2 separate regions of the Mus musculus genome follow, and region 2 is linked to region 1. A link is a contact called in public promoter capture Hi-C data. All regions are on one chromosome and are shown on one strand. Each heading gives the region's core, a stretch centred on a gene start, on an enhancer-like site or on the middle of the called end of the contact. The rest is flanking DNA. Distances are from core to core; before and after follow the strand shown.

Region 1 (6,412 bases), core at 1,036-3,535:
CACTCTGTAGACCTGGCTGGCCTTGAACTCAGAAATCCACCTGCCTCTGCCTCCCGAGTGCTGGGATTAAAGGCGTGCGCCACCACTGTCAGGCTCAAAGAACTTCTGAACTATTTGAAAGTTAAGTGTTTTGCCTGCATGTTAAGTATGTGTGACGTATGTGGCTGGTACCTGTGGAGGCCAGAAGAACCCAAAGGATCCCCTGGAACTTGAGTGACAGAGGATGATGGGTGCTGGGAATTGAACCCTTGTTCTTGGGAGAGCAGTCGGTGCTCTTAACTGCTGAGTCAGCTCTCCAGCCCATTGATAGCATTTCGCGACAGTGTCTCAGAGTACTGACTAGTTCTGTGTATGAAGCAGCACTTCTTAAACTGCAATTCTAAAACTGTTTTCATTGGCAATTAAAGAAGCTGCCTAAGGAACAGGTCTTCAAGGACAAAATACCTTCAATCACCAATAATTTCCAGAGTACATTGGTAATAGCCTCTCTTAAAGCAGTATGGAAACTGACGAACTGATAGAGCTTTTGACACTTTTCTATTTCTAGGCAAAATTCATCTCTTTCAAGGACAATATTTCAAAAAAACAAAAACCCCACTGCATCATAAGCAGACAATTCATCCCCTTTTCTATTTTCAAAATAGTATTTTGTACATAGCATGAGGAATTCATACTCTATATAAATATTTTTACTTTAAGGTGCTATATGAAATACCTGTTCTGAATACCTATTACCTCAACAAAAATCAAAAAGATATTTTTTTGGAAAAAAAAAATCACTGTCAACTTTTTTTTTCTCTCAGAACAATAAGAATGTAATTTCAATGAGTAAGAAACTAAAAAACAGGCTGAGTATAGTGGTGCATATCTAATCCCAGCATTTAGGACGATCAAGTCAAAATCATGGTCAGGTTACCCAGGAAGCTTAAAGCCAGTCTCGGCGCAAAAACAAACTTATTACGAAAGTCCGTGAGGCTGGGAGTGGTGGCGCACGCCTTTAATCCCAGCACTTGGGAGGCAGAGGCAGGCGGATTTCTGATTTTTGAAGCCAGCCTGTCCTACAGAGTGAGTTCCAGGACAGCCAGGGCCACACAGAGAGAAACCCTGTCCCGAGGGGGTGGGGGGGGGAGAGTCTAATGCAGGAGGATCTCTGGGAGTTTGTGTCCAGTGTGGGTTATATAATGAATCTGAGGCTATTTGCTCCTAAAAGAAGAGAAGGTGAAGAGATTAGAGGAGGTGTCTGTGCAGGAAGAACTGCAATGTCCGTACATTGGCTTTTACCTCTCCAGACTTAAAAGAATCCTATGTTGGTGTTTATGTTGAAAAACATGTGAAGCTGGTAGTTAATAACAAAATACAGATGAGATGTTTAATAAGCAGTCATGTTTCCGTGGGATTTTTCCATAAACATACAAGTTGCATTGGAAGAAAAAAAAATCCTACGGCAACTAGTATCTTACATCCATCTCTAAAGTTACCTTTCAATCATTTATCCTCCACTTACCAGCTTTTATCATTTTTCATATACCATGATTTCAGACCAAGGTAGCGAGAAGTAACTTTTTTTGGTTTTTCAAGACAGGGTTTCTCTGTGTAGCCCTGGATGTCCTGGAACTCACTTTGTAGACCAGGCTGGCCTCGAACTCTGAAATCCACCTGCCTCCCGAGTGCTGGGATTAAAGGCGCGAGCTACCACGCCCGGCCGAGAAGTAACTTTTTATTTAGAATACTGAGACTGTAACTTTCTCCTTTAGCAGTTCTGGCAGCTAGCTTTTAGCTGTTCTGGAACGAGGGGATAGCTTACCTATTGTGAGGTCGTGCACGGGCTGGAACCGCTTGTCGGTAAACTGAAGGAGGAGACATGACTTCCCCACACCTGCGAAAGAACGGTGTTCACTAGACGCACGTCACCCGGGAAGCCGCTGGCTCCCAGACAGGGAACAGGGTCTAAGGCAGGGGCAGAGCCCCGCCCCCGGGGCTCGCCCCGCCCCCTCCGCGCAACTCCGCTCACCCCGCCCCGCCCCCAAGCCGATTTTGGAGGTAGGATCCCCGCCCCAACTCCGAAGGCGGTCCGTCGGCGGGTTACCTGTGTCTCCGATGATGATGTACTTGAAGAGATAAGCGTAAGTCATGGTCCCGAGGCGTCTGTGTTCCGGGTCCTCCCGATTTCTACAGCCACTTACCTCCGACCTCTCTAGCCACTCAATCTACGGGTCTCCTTATTTGCCTCCGCTCCAGCCCTTCTAGCTCAAGCTGCGTCTCTATTGCTCTCCCCCAGAAATCTTCGCTGGATCGGCTGTACCGGACGCCGCCTCTAGGGCCACCCAGTGCTCTTCTACATGCCATTATCCCACCAAGCTCCAGGGGGCGACAGCGACCCTTCGGGCAGCTGGGATCGAGACTGGTTGCGTCCCTGACTCGGTCCAATCATCGGAGAGCGACGCTTTCTCCTTGAGGAAGTGACGCGCTCGGAACCTAGTGGGGGCGGTGGGAGCGATGCGGACGCGGAGACGCTGAGTCGCTGGTAGTGGTGCTGTGAAGATGGAGGTGGGTGCCGAGTCTTTGAGGGCTGATGAGGGTTCGCGGCCGACTAGGGGAAGCGGAAGCGGGAATGCAGGGCAGCGAGGAGCCAGGGGGGCTCGGGAGGGCTGGGGTCTCAGCACGCCACTGCTCCGCTCACTCACCCACCGCGGCTTTCTTTTGGTTTACAGTTTCCCGGAGGAAATGACAATTACCTGACGATCACTGGGCCCTCGCACCCTTTCCTGTCAGGAGCCGAGGTGAGCAAAAGCTGCTGATGCTGGGGCGCCGGAGGGCCTAGGCAGCGGTTAGGGAAGGACGGTGGGGGTGAGCGCGGGGGCTGGCGGGAGCTGGAGGGGACAGTGGCCGAGGCTTCGAGCTCCTCTAAGGACTGTGGAGGGGGTGGGGGTGGGGGAGAACCGAAAGCGGCTGTCATGAGGAAACCAGGATGTTGAAGAGACGGCTTGTTTGAGGAGTTTCTGTTCTGAATAGGAAGAACGAAAGGAATTGTTCTTTGGTTGGGGGTGAAATAACTAACAATCTTGGGAGACAGCAAGAAAGAAAAAAAATTTTTTCAGTAAAGAAATCGAGATAAAGAAAGTTGTTTATCCAGCAGGGAATAACTTCGGACAGTTGTTATTTCTTGAATTCTATAGGGGGCTCTTTTATTTGAAATGTCTTTTCTGATAAAAGTGGTTCATCCTACTGATGTGGCATCTGTTTGCTTGGCTAAAGAACGACAGAGGGAAAGAAATAGCTGCCAGAGAACATAGAAGGGGGTAGAGTGCACCTGTTTCCCAGTGATCACAGACTGACTATGTCACCTTTGGATTCCAGTTGTCAAATGACTATAATAACAGGGTTTGGTTTGGTTTGGTTTGGTTTGGTTTTTAAAGATGGCGTGAAGTAGAAGTAATGGTTGTTGGATGTTCTAAGACCTTCCACAAGGGTCACCTAAGACCATAGGAAAACAGATACTTTGTGATTCATAACAGTAGCAAACTTATATTTGTGAAATAGCAGCGAAAATAATTTTATGGTTGGGGGTCACCATAATATGAGGAACCATAATAAAGGGTCCATGCAGCATTAGGAACGTTGAGAGCCACTGCTGTAAGATATTCAGGAAAACTTTTGGTTGACAGATTTTCCTATTAGAAAGCATAAAACTTATTTGAGCAAGCGAAAGTCAAAGCTGCAGTGTATGAAATTTTACCATTTTTTTTTTGAGAACTTGAGCCTTGGTCCATCTTTTGAGGATTATATACTACCTCCCAAAGTGCTGTGAATTCATTTGCACGGTTGTTTGCACCAAAAGTAGTTATCCATTGCTGTTGTGTCGGTTTATCCTGTGGGAACATTGTTATGGTTGAGAGATGATTGACAGTGAGTGATTGCTAGTTGCTTTTGCTTTTTGTTTTTTGTTTTGGTTTGGTTTGGTTTGGTTTTTTGGTGTTTTTTTTTCTTTTCTTTCCTTTTTCTTTTCCTCTTTCTTTCTTTCTTTCTTTCTTTCTCTCTCTCTCTCTCTCTCTCTCTCTCTCTTCTTTCTTTCTTTCTTTCTTTCTTTCTCTCTTTCTTTCTCTCTTTCTCTCTCTCTCTCTTCTTTCTTTCTTTCTTTCTTTCTTTCTTTCTTTCTCTCTCTCTCTCTCTCTCTCTCTCTTTCTTTCTTTCTTTCTTTCTTTCTTTCTTTCTTTCTCTCTTTCTTTCTCTCTTTCTTTCTTTCTTTCTTTCTTTCTTTCTTTCTTTCTTTCTTTCTCTCTCTCTCTCTCTCTCTCTCTCTCTCTCTCTCTCTCTCTCTCTCTTTCTTTCTTTCTTTCTTTCTTTCTTTTTAAATAAAAGACAATCTCACATAGCTCTGGCTGTCCTGGAACTCACAATGTAGGCCAGGCTGACCTCAAACTCAAAGATATCCACTTGCCTCTGCCTTTCCAGTAAAGAGTTCTTCCCATTCAGAACAGAACTCTTTCCTGTGATTAAAGGCATACTCTAGCACTCCTGGCTGCTGGTTTATTGTTTAACTTAATATTATTGAATATTCTCCTAAGCAAAGGGAGGTATGACTCAAATGAGTGGCAAAATTAGGAAGGAAACGAAGTCTTACACTTGGTGATTTTATTCCGAGTTCCATCCAAAAGGTCTCCATGGTCTGATTTCATTGTTTGGAGTGCAGTAAGTCACATTGTCCTTATTTATAGGAAAGTACATTTTAAAAGTAAACACGGCTGGATGTGGTGGCACACGCTTTTAATCTCAGCACTCAGCCGAGGCAGGTGGATTTCTGAGTTCAAGGCCAGCCTGGTCTACAGAGTTCCAGGACAGCCAGGGCTACACAGAGAAACCCTCTCTCGGAAAAACCAAAAAAAAAAAAAAAAAAAAAAAAAAAAGGTAAACACAAGGTTGGGTGTAGTGGTACACATCTTTAATCCTAATTCCAACATTTGGGAGACAGAGTTGTGTGTCTTTTTTTTTTTTTTTTTTTTTAAGATTTATTTATGCGAGTACACTGTTGATCTCTTCAGAGAGACACACCAGAAAAGGGCGTCAGATCTCATTGCAGATGGTTGTGAGCCACCATGTGGTTGCTGGGGATTGAACTCAGGACCTCTGGAAGAGTAGTCAGTGCTCTTAACCACTGAACCATTTCTCCAGTCTCCCCCACCCCCACCCCATGTGTATCTCTTTAAATTCAAAATTACATAGACCATGTCTCCAAAAAAGGAAAAAAAAAGGTAAATACAGCTTTCAATTTTTCCTACCAGTCTGACGTTGATCAAAAGCTAACAGCATGAGGGATGGCCCTTTAAAACATGCAGGGACGGGGCTGGTGAGATGGCTCAGGGGTTAAGAGCACTGACTGCTCTTCTGAAGGTCCTGAGTTCAAATCCCAGCAACTACATGGTGACTCACAACCATCTAATGAGACCTGACACCCTCTTCTGGAGTGTCTGAAGACAGCTACAGTGTACTTATGTATAATAATAAATAAATTTAAAAAAAAACCATACAGGGACTAGATAGCGAAGCACTGGCCTACTGTGTGCTGGACCCTTGACCCAGCATTGACGGAAAAAGGGAGGACTTTCAAGGCTTGCTTCTGCCCTTTGTTTCTGTTCTGTTCTGGCTCCTGGTGTAGCTGTTGAGAGGAGGGAACATTCAGCTAAGCTTTAAGGTCCGTTTCAGGAGCTTCCTTTAGGCCTTGACTGTGTCCTTGTTACTTACAACTTGTGCACCTACTTGTTCCTGCCTCTCAGTGAATTTTTAAACTTTATGTCTTTGTTTAGTTTGAGAGGAATCGTTTCACTGTGTAGTCTTGGCTGACAGCAAACTTGCTATGCGACTAGGCTGGCCTTCGTTTGCCTCTGCTTCCTGAGTTCTGGGATTAAAATATATGCCACCGTGCCTGGCTTTTAATCTTCATGTTAGTGAATGTATGGGTCTTGTTGTTTCCAGCCTTATTGTAAGCCATCACTAAAAATAGGTGATCTTTTTAAAGCAATTCTTTTTGAAGAACAGTCATTTTTCAAGTTTGCTTGGTTTTTATTTTGGTTTTTTGTTTTATTTTGTTTTGTATTGTCAAAAAGAAAATAGCTGCCCTTATGGAGTATTAGCCATAAATTAATAGGAAAAAATGGACGGTGTTCAAGTTAAGAACTTCTTTATATCAAATATATCATTATAGGGGCTGGAGAGATTTTTTGTGTATGGGTGTTGTGCCTGTATCTATGTCTGTGCATCACATGTCAGGTGCCTGTGGAGGTCAGAAGAGGACAAGAGATTCCTTTGGGTCTGCATTATACACGTTTGTGAGCCACCATGTGGGTGCTGGGAATGGAACCCAGGTCCTCTGGAAGAGCAGCAAATGCTCTAAACCACTGAGGCATCTCTCCAGCAC
Region 2 (6,412 bases), core at 1,618-4,117, 2.3 Mb after region 1:
AAAAGGGACAAGCTAGCCACCCTTACCTTGGCAACAGACTGCCACGATGCATCTATTGCAGTAACAGGTACTGAATCAGTATGAAGAGTTGGTCCAACCTGCTTCTTATTAGAGTGCCCCAAAAACTCCTAGATTCTACTTTCCTCAGAACCGGGTGCTGTGAGTGAAACCGTTCTAGTGGGCCTTGTGAACCTCTGTCATCTCAGGAAGCAAGGATCTGGACGAGACCTCTGGGAAAGTCACCAGGCCTTTTTTTTTTTTTTTGCAGGTGGTGGGGGTGAATAGGTATGGCCCCCATAGGCTCATGTGTTTGAATGCTTGGCCATAGGGAGTGGCACCATTAGGAGGTGTGGCCTTACGGAAGTGTGTCACTGTGGAGGCGGACTTTGAGGTCTTATATATACTCAAGCTATGTCCAGTGTGAGACACAGTCTCCTGCTGCCGCCTGCAGATCAAGAGGTAGAACTCTGAGCAACTCCCAACTCCCGCCCCATGTCTGCCTGCATGCTGCCATGCTTCCCACCATGATGATAATGGACTGAAACTGTAAGCCACTCCGGTTAAATGTTTTTCTTTATAAGAGTTGCCTTGGTCATGGTGTCTCTTCACAGCAATGAGACCCTAACCAGGACACTCCCCTTACCTTGCAGCAGCATTTCTACACCTTCTCCAGGTGCACAGAAATCTCCAGACGCCATCTCGTTTTCTTGGTATTATCTGTATGGAAACAAATGGGAGAAAATGCAAGTTGAACAAACCCCTGGCTGCTGCTCAAGCTACCTTAGGCAGTCTCACAAGCCAACTCTGGGCTCAAATTCTGTGCCAGAGTCAAGCCTAGAACCTTGACCCTCTTCCTCCTGGGTGCCAGGATTAAAAGTTCATGCCATCACATCTGGCTCAGAGATGTTTCTTATAGAGCAGGGCTATATCAGACATCAGGGTCCCCAAATTCTTTAGCATTTTATGGAAAACTTACAAATAAATACCAGAATACCTTCCATTCCAAGAACAAAATCTCTCCCAAGCTGTCCAAAGTATGACTCTAAACAGAACCACTCCTACTTCACCCCTACCCGCCTGTCTTAGGGTTTCTATTCCTGCGCAAACATCATGACCAAGAAGCAAGTTGTGGAGGAAAGGGTTTATTCAGCTTACACTTCCACATTGCTGTTCATCACTAAAGGAAGTCAGGACTGGAACTCAAGCAGCAAGTTGGGGAGGAAAGGGTTTATTCAGCTTACACTTCCAAACTGCTGTTCATCACTAAAGGAAGTCAGGACTGGAACTCAAGCAGGTCAGAAAGCTGATGCAGAGGCCATGGAGGGATGTTCTTTACTGGCTTGCTTTCCCTGGCTTGCTCAGCCTGCTCTCTTATAGAATCAAGATTACCAGCCCAGAGATGGTCCCACCCACAAGGGGCCTTTCCCCCTTGATCACTAATTGAGAAAATGCCTTGCAGTTGGATCTCATAGAGGCATTTCCTCAACTGAAGCTCCTTTCTCTGTGATAACTCCAGCTGTCAGGTTGACACAAAACCAGCCAGTACACCACCCAAATCCACTAAGTTCTAATGGAAGGCGTCTTCCTACCGTTACCATTTTGCTGGAGCTACAAACTGTTGCTGTCTGTCGTGTTCCCAGTAAACTAAGGGGTGTGGGTCCCAGTATACCTTTTGCCCCCTTTATAGCTCAACTGTGGAATATCACAGTTTCTTTCTGGTGCTTCTCTGTCAGTGTCATCTCATGAAAGAGCTATCTGTCTGGGAGCAAGAGCGACAGACACTTGAACTACAACAGCTTTTCCAGTAACAATGCACTGCAGTGGTTAGTGTGGGGACATAGCTATACAGATAGGTGTTTTGCCAGAACCTGGAGCACCTTGAAAAGAATGTCATCAACAGAGAGCAATGAGAAACTCAACAGCAACACAAACATTGCCTGCCCATTCTTTCCCTTATTGCTTTACCCACTCCTCCAAATGGCAGCTGAGCCCGAGGCAGCCCCGAGTCTGAAGCTTATTAGTACTTAACGCTTCACGTCCACAGAACATTGGTTTATTCGCTCCTTTTATGAGTCACATGAAAGCAACTAGCCGTTTGTTTTGTAGCGTGGTCTAGAGGAATCAGCTGAGGAGGCGCAATTCGAGACATTAATTTGTGGCTCCGCCCCGCCCCCCATGTTTTCTGTGTGAGTTTATGTGAAATGCTCCTTTTTCAGGTGCCAACAGTGTTCCACCTGCAAAGCCGCGATAACGGTTCTTGCCTTGCATGAAGCATCAAGAATTAATAACAATCGACTTGTCAACAAAAGCTATTTAGTTATGTTTTACCAGTAAGTTCCGTTTTACCAACTCAGAATGTTGTTGAACTACACCTACAAATAAAGTTTTGCAGGCCAGTTAGGCACCCAGCCACGAGGGTTTCAACCGCCCAGGGGTCCTCAGCGGAGCCGCCCACAGGACGTGACCTTAGGCTTCACCCCCACCCTGCGCAGGCAGCCGGGGTCCCACGCGCAGGAGCGCAGAGCGCCGAACTCTGACGCAGGCGTGCTTCGAGCCCTCCAGCCGTTCCCCTGCACGCTGTGCTGGACGCAGATTGATCGTCCTGACTGTTTTCACAAGAGGTGACCCTTACAAGGCCGGAGATAATCAAGATGCAGACGCGCTCTCCGGCGCCGACCTACCGTCTGGGTCGCCAAGGAGTCCTAAAGGGCGAGCGCGGCCTCGCCGCAAGCTCGCGGTCGTCGAGCGCTAACCTGCACGGCTCGCCGCCGGAGCGCTAAGGCCGGGGCCTGCCCGGGAAAGGCGCTGCCGCCAGCGTAGAAACAACTGGGTCTTAAATCAGCCGGGCACAGGACGGGGCGGGGCCTCCGTTCCCGCCTGGCGCAGCCCCGCCCCGGGAGCGCGCGCTCAGCGCAACTGTCGCGGTAGCGGCTCGGATCCTGGAAGTCGGAACTTCACCCATTTAACAAAGGGGAAGACTAGGCACGGAAGGTTATATAGAGGTGGCGGCCCAGCTCGGAAGCTTAGGCCTGCCACTGTGGTGCTCGGAGGTCGAGCCAATGTGTTGTTGGTATCAGAGATCGTCCTGTCTCGGCCTCCCGATTGATGAGAGGAAAGGTGCACGCCACTACACCCCCACTGGTTTGTTTTTATTTATCGATGTGGGCGAGCGCATGCGCCATATGTGGGCGGTGTCCACGGAGGCCGGAAGAGGGAGCCAGAGCCCTTTGAGCCGATGTTACAGGTGCTTGTGAGCTGCCAGATTTTGGGTTCTGGGACTTGAACTCAGATCCTTTTACTACGTTGCTCCAGCCTCACCTCTTGAATTTCTTAACCTACCTCGCCTCCTCCGCGCTCCCTCTGTTTTTTTTTAAAGTCACGTTTTATTTACTGTGTGTCCTACGTGTGCTGTGGAGGTCAGAAGACATTCTGGGAGTGAGACATCATAGGCTTGGTAGCAAGCTCCTTTACCCATTGAGCCGCGTTAACTGCCCTGCCCCATTCCCACATCCCTTATTTCCCATCATCCTTCCTTCACTCCTACTTATGCCTACACTGGTTTTGTAAAACTAAGGGTACCCAATCAGGAAGTGACTTCTTTTGGAAAATAAGATGTTTAGCTGTACTGTTAATCCTTCACCACACCTACTCAGGAGGTTGAGTTAGGAAGATCGAGAGTTCAAAGCTAGGCCCGGGCACTATGCTGAAGTTGCCCATCTAAAAAAATAAAAGTCTTAAATAAACTGCTTCAAGGTTATTAGAGCTCTTTATACGTTTTTATTTATTTTACTGTTGTTTACGTGTGTGGGTGTTTGACTGGCACATATGTCTGTGAACCACTTGTATGCTTACTGCTGTGGGATCCTCTGGAACCGGTTACAGTTACCACCATATAAGTGTGGAGAATCCAACCCAGGTTTACTTGAAGAGGGATGGTTGAGCCATCTCCCTAGCCCAGTGATTAGATCGCTTGCATCAGAGAACAAACTGATAGGATGGAGCAAAAGTGCTAGGAAATGGAGCTGTTTGGCTTTTCCTTAGAACAGCAGTTCTCAACCTGTGGTCGAGACCCCTTTGGTTGGTTGAACGACCCTACAGGGGTCACCTAAGGCCACTGGAGAACACAGGTGTTTACAATTCGTAACAGCAAAATTACAGTTATGAAGTAAGTAATGGAAATCATTTATGGTTGGGGGTCACCACAACATGAGAATCTGTATTAAAGGGTCACAGCTTTAGAACATTCTAGGGCCAAGGGTAGTGGCTCATGCCTTTAACCCCAGTGATTGGGAGGTAGGGGGTAAGCAGATGAGGACAGCCTGATCTACACAGAGTGTTCCAGGAAGGCCAGGGTTGTATAGAAAGATCAGTGAGAGAGAGAGAGAGAGAGAGAGAGAGAGAGAGAGAGAGAGAGAGAGAGAAGAGAAGAGAAAGGAGGAAGAGGAGGAGGAGGAGAAGAAGGAGAAGGAGAAGAGAGAAAGAAAAAAAAAAAGAAAGAAAGAAAGAAAAAAGAAAAGGAAGGAGGAGGAGGAGACTTGTATTTGAATACACAGAGAAATGATTCTAGGGCAGAAAGCTTTTATGCCCTTGGTCAGGGCATCAGCTGCCATGTTCCATGTTTAATGCTAGAGTGCAGTCACTTTTCAAAGCTTTTAAAAATCACTTATGCTTCCTCAATTCTTCAATGCAGCCTCATTAAATGCCAGGCTTACGCACGAACCGTGCTCAGAACAAAATAGCAAGCATGCTTTGGTGATTTTCAGCTGATCAGAGATTTACTGAAATTTCATCTCCCAAGTCTTCAGGTTCTTAAATACTGAACTACAAAGCTCTGGCTAAGAGGCTCGAAAGCACGCGAGGCCCTGAGCAGGGAAGGCTCAGAAGGCTGCCTTCCAGAGGAAGATGGGGAAGATAGCAGTGGACAGACACCTTGCGGACAGAGCTCCGTGTGCAATTATCTCTTCCCTCTTTGTCCCTTCCAAGCCATGAGACCTTGGGCTACAGCTCTCCTTCCTGTGGGAGGTGTGGGGGGGGAGACAACATATTTCTTGTTACTCCAATCTCTTAGCATTGGCATAACGATCAAATGAGATAACGGCTGAGAAAGCGCCTTGGAAAGACTATGAAAGTGAGGTGTTTTATTAAGTGCCTGGGGAGACACAGAGATGAATGTGACCTAATTCCTATCCCGAGGAAATTCACACTCTGTTGAGGAGACACACATGAGAAGAAAATAACCCAAGGCAGTAAATAGGTGCCGAAAAGGCAGTCTAGATTATAAATACCAAAGAAACTTAAAGAGGGGACAGGCATTTCTCTGCAGAAATAAATAGGAAAGGCTGAAGTCTTATTTTCACTATGCCCGATAAAAAGACATTTTAAAAAAAACCACTTTGAATGAGAGTCCAGAAAAATGAAACAGAAACAGGAGGTCCGGCTGCATTGGAGGTACCAGGGCGCGGAGCCGGCTAAAAGTAGAGGGAAGGGGAGAATTCATTAGGTGAGCTCTCTTTGAGACAAGAGAGTTAATGCTCTCTAGTACAGAGAGTGTAGGTCATTCTAGCAACCAGAAATGCAGCAGAGGTACATGACTTTAATCCCAGCACTCTGGAGACAAGCAAACCTCTGTGATTTCAAGACTAGAGTAGTCTACATAGTGAGTTCCAGGACAGCCAAAGCTATGTAGAGAGACCCTGTCTCAACGAAAACATAAGAAAATATGGCAAAGGATTGCAAAAAGAATGTTCAAATCAGAGCACCCACCGTCCTGAGCCAGAGCTGCACCCCACCAAACTCCTTTTCCTCAGGTTACTTTGTAAAGAAAAAAAAAAAAAACAGCCTCATTGGGGTGTTTTAGCATAAAATGTTCAAAGGGTTTTGCTGTAACTGTGCATTACCACAAGTCAGCTAGTGAGCACCCTCCAAAATTACTCACCGTCCAAAGTTGCAGCCACCCCCACCGCTCCCAGAATTCAGGAGGCTGAAATACAAAGGATCCCAAACTGGAGGACAGCCTGGGCAGCTCCATGTAACTCTGTCTCGAAAGCAAACAGAAAAGAAACTGGGGCATTGCCAAGTGAGAGCGAGCTTACGACGGAAGTCTAGCATCCTGAACTCAGTCTCAAGTATCATAAATACATACACGCAAACACACATTTTTGATTGTTTTAATTTTTTGAGACAGGCCTCAAACTTACAAATGTAGCCCACGGCTAGCTTTGAACTCCTGATTCCCCTGAATTCACTATCCAAGTAAATAATCACATTTGAAAATAAAAATATAAAACTAGTGAACACAGGGGTGCATACCTTAATCCTATCACTGGAGACACAGAAGCAGGGGGAATCTCTGTGAGTTCAAGTTTACTGTAATGAGTTCCAGGACAGCCAGGGATACATAGAGAGACCCTGT

What was found. Promoter capture Hi-C pulls out the DNA fragments that hold promoters and counts their contacts.
Region 2: a contact with region 1 is called in a promoter capture Hi-C map of hippocampal neurons, with 2.2 times the contacts expected there. The contact joins the promoter of Haus4 here to the promoter of Rab2b in region 1. A contact is called at or near these places in 2 of 39 promoter capture datasets (hippocampal neurons and liver).

The regions. Positions count from the first base shown.
Region 1 is chr14:52,277,110-52,283,521 of GRCm38.p6, forward strand. It overlaps Rab2b (RAB2B, member RAS oncogene family), which reads right to left and starts at 2,286. Exons shown (of 8, transcript NM_172601.3): 1 at 2,087-2,286; 2 at 1,805-1,876. The coding sequence starts at 2,132. It overlaps Tox4 (TOX high mobility group box family member 4), which reads left to right and starts at 2,037. Exons shown (of 10, transcript NM_023434.3): 1 at 2,037-2,123; 2 at 2,279-2,547; 3 at 2,712-2,780. The coding sequence starts at 2,542.
Region 2 is chr14:54,551,494-54,557,905 of GRCm38.p6, forward strand. It overlaps Haus4 (HAUS augmin-like complex, subunit 4), which reads right to left and starts at 2,868. Exons shown (of 10, transcript NM_145462.2): 1 at 2,682-2,868; 2 at 644-717. The coding sequence starts at 698.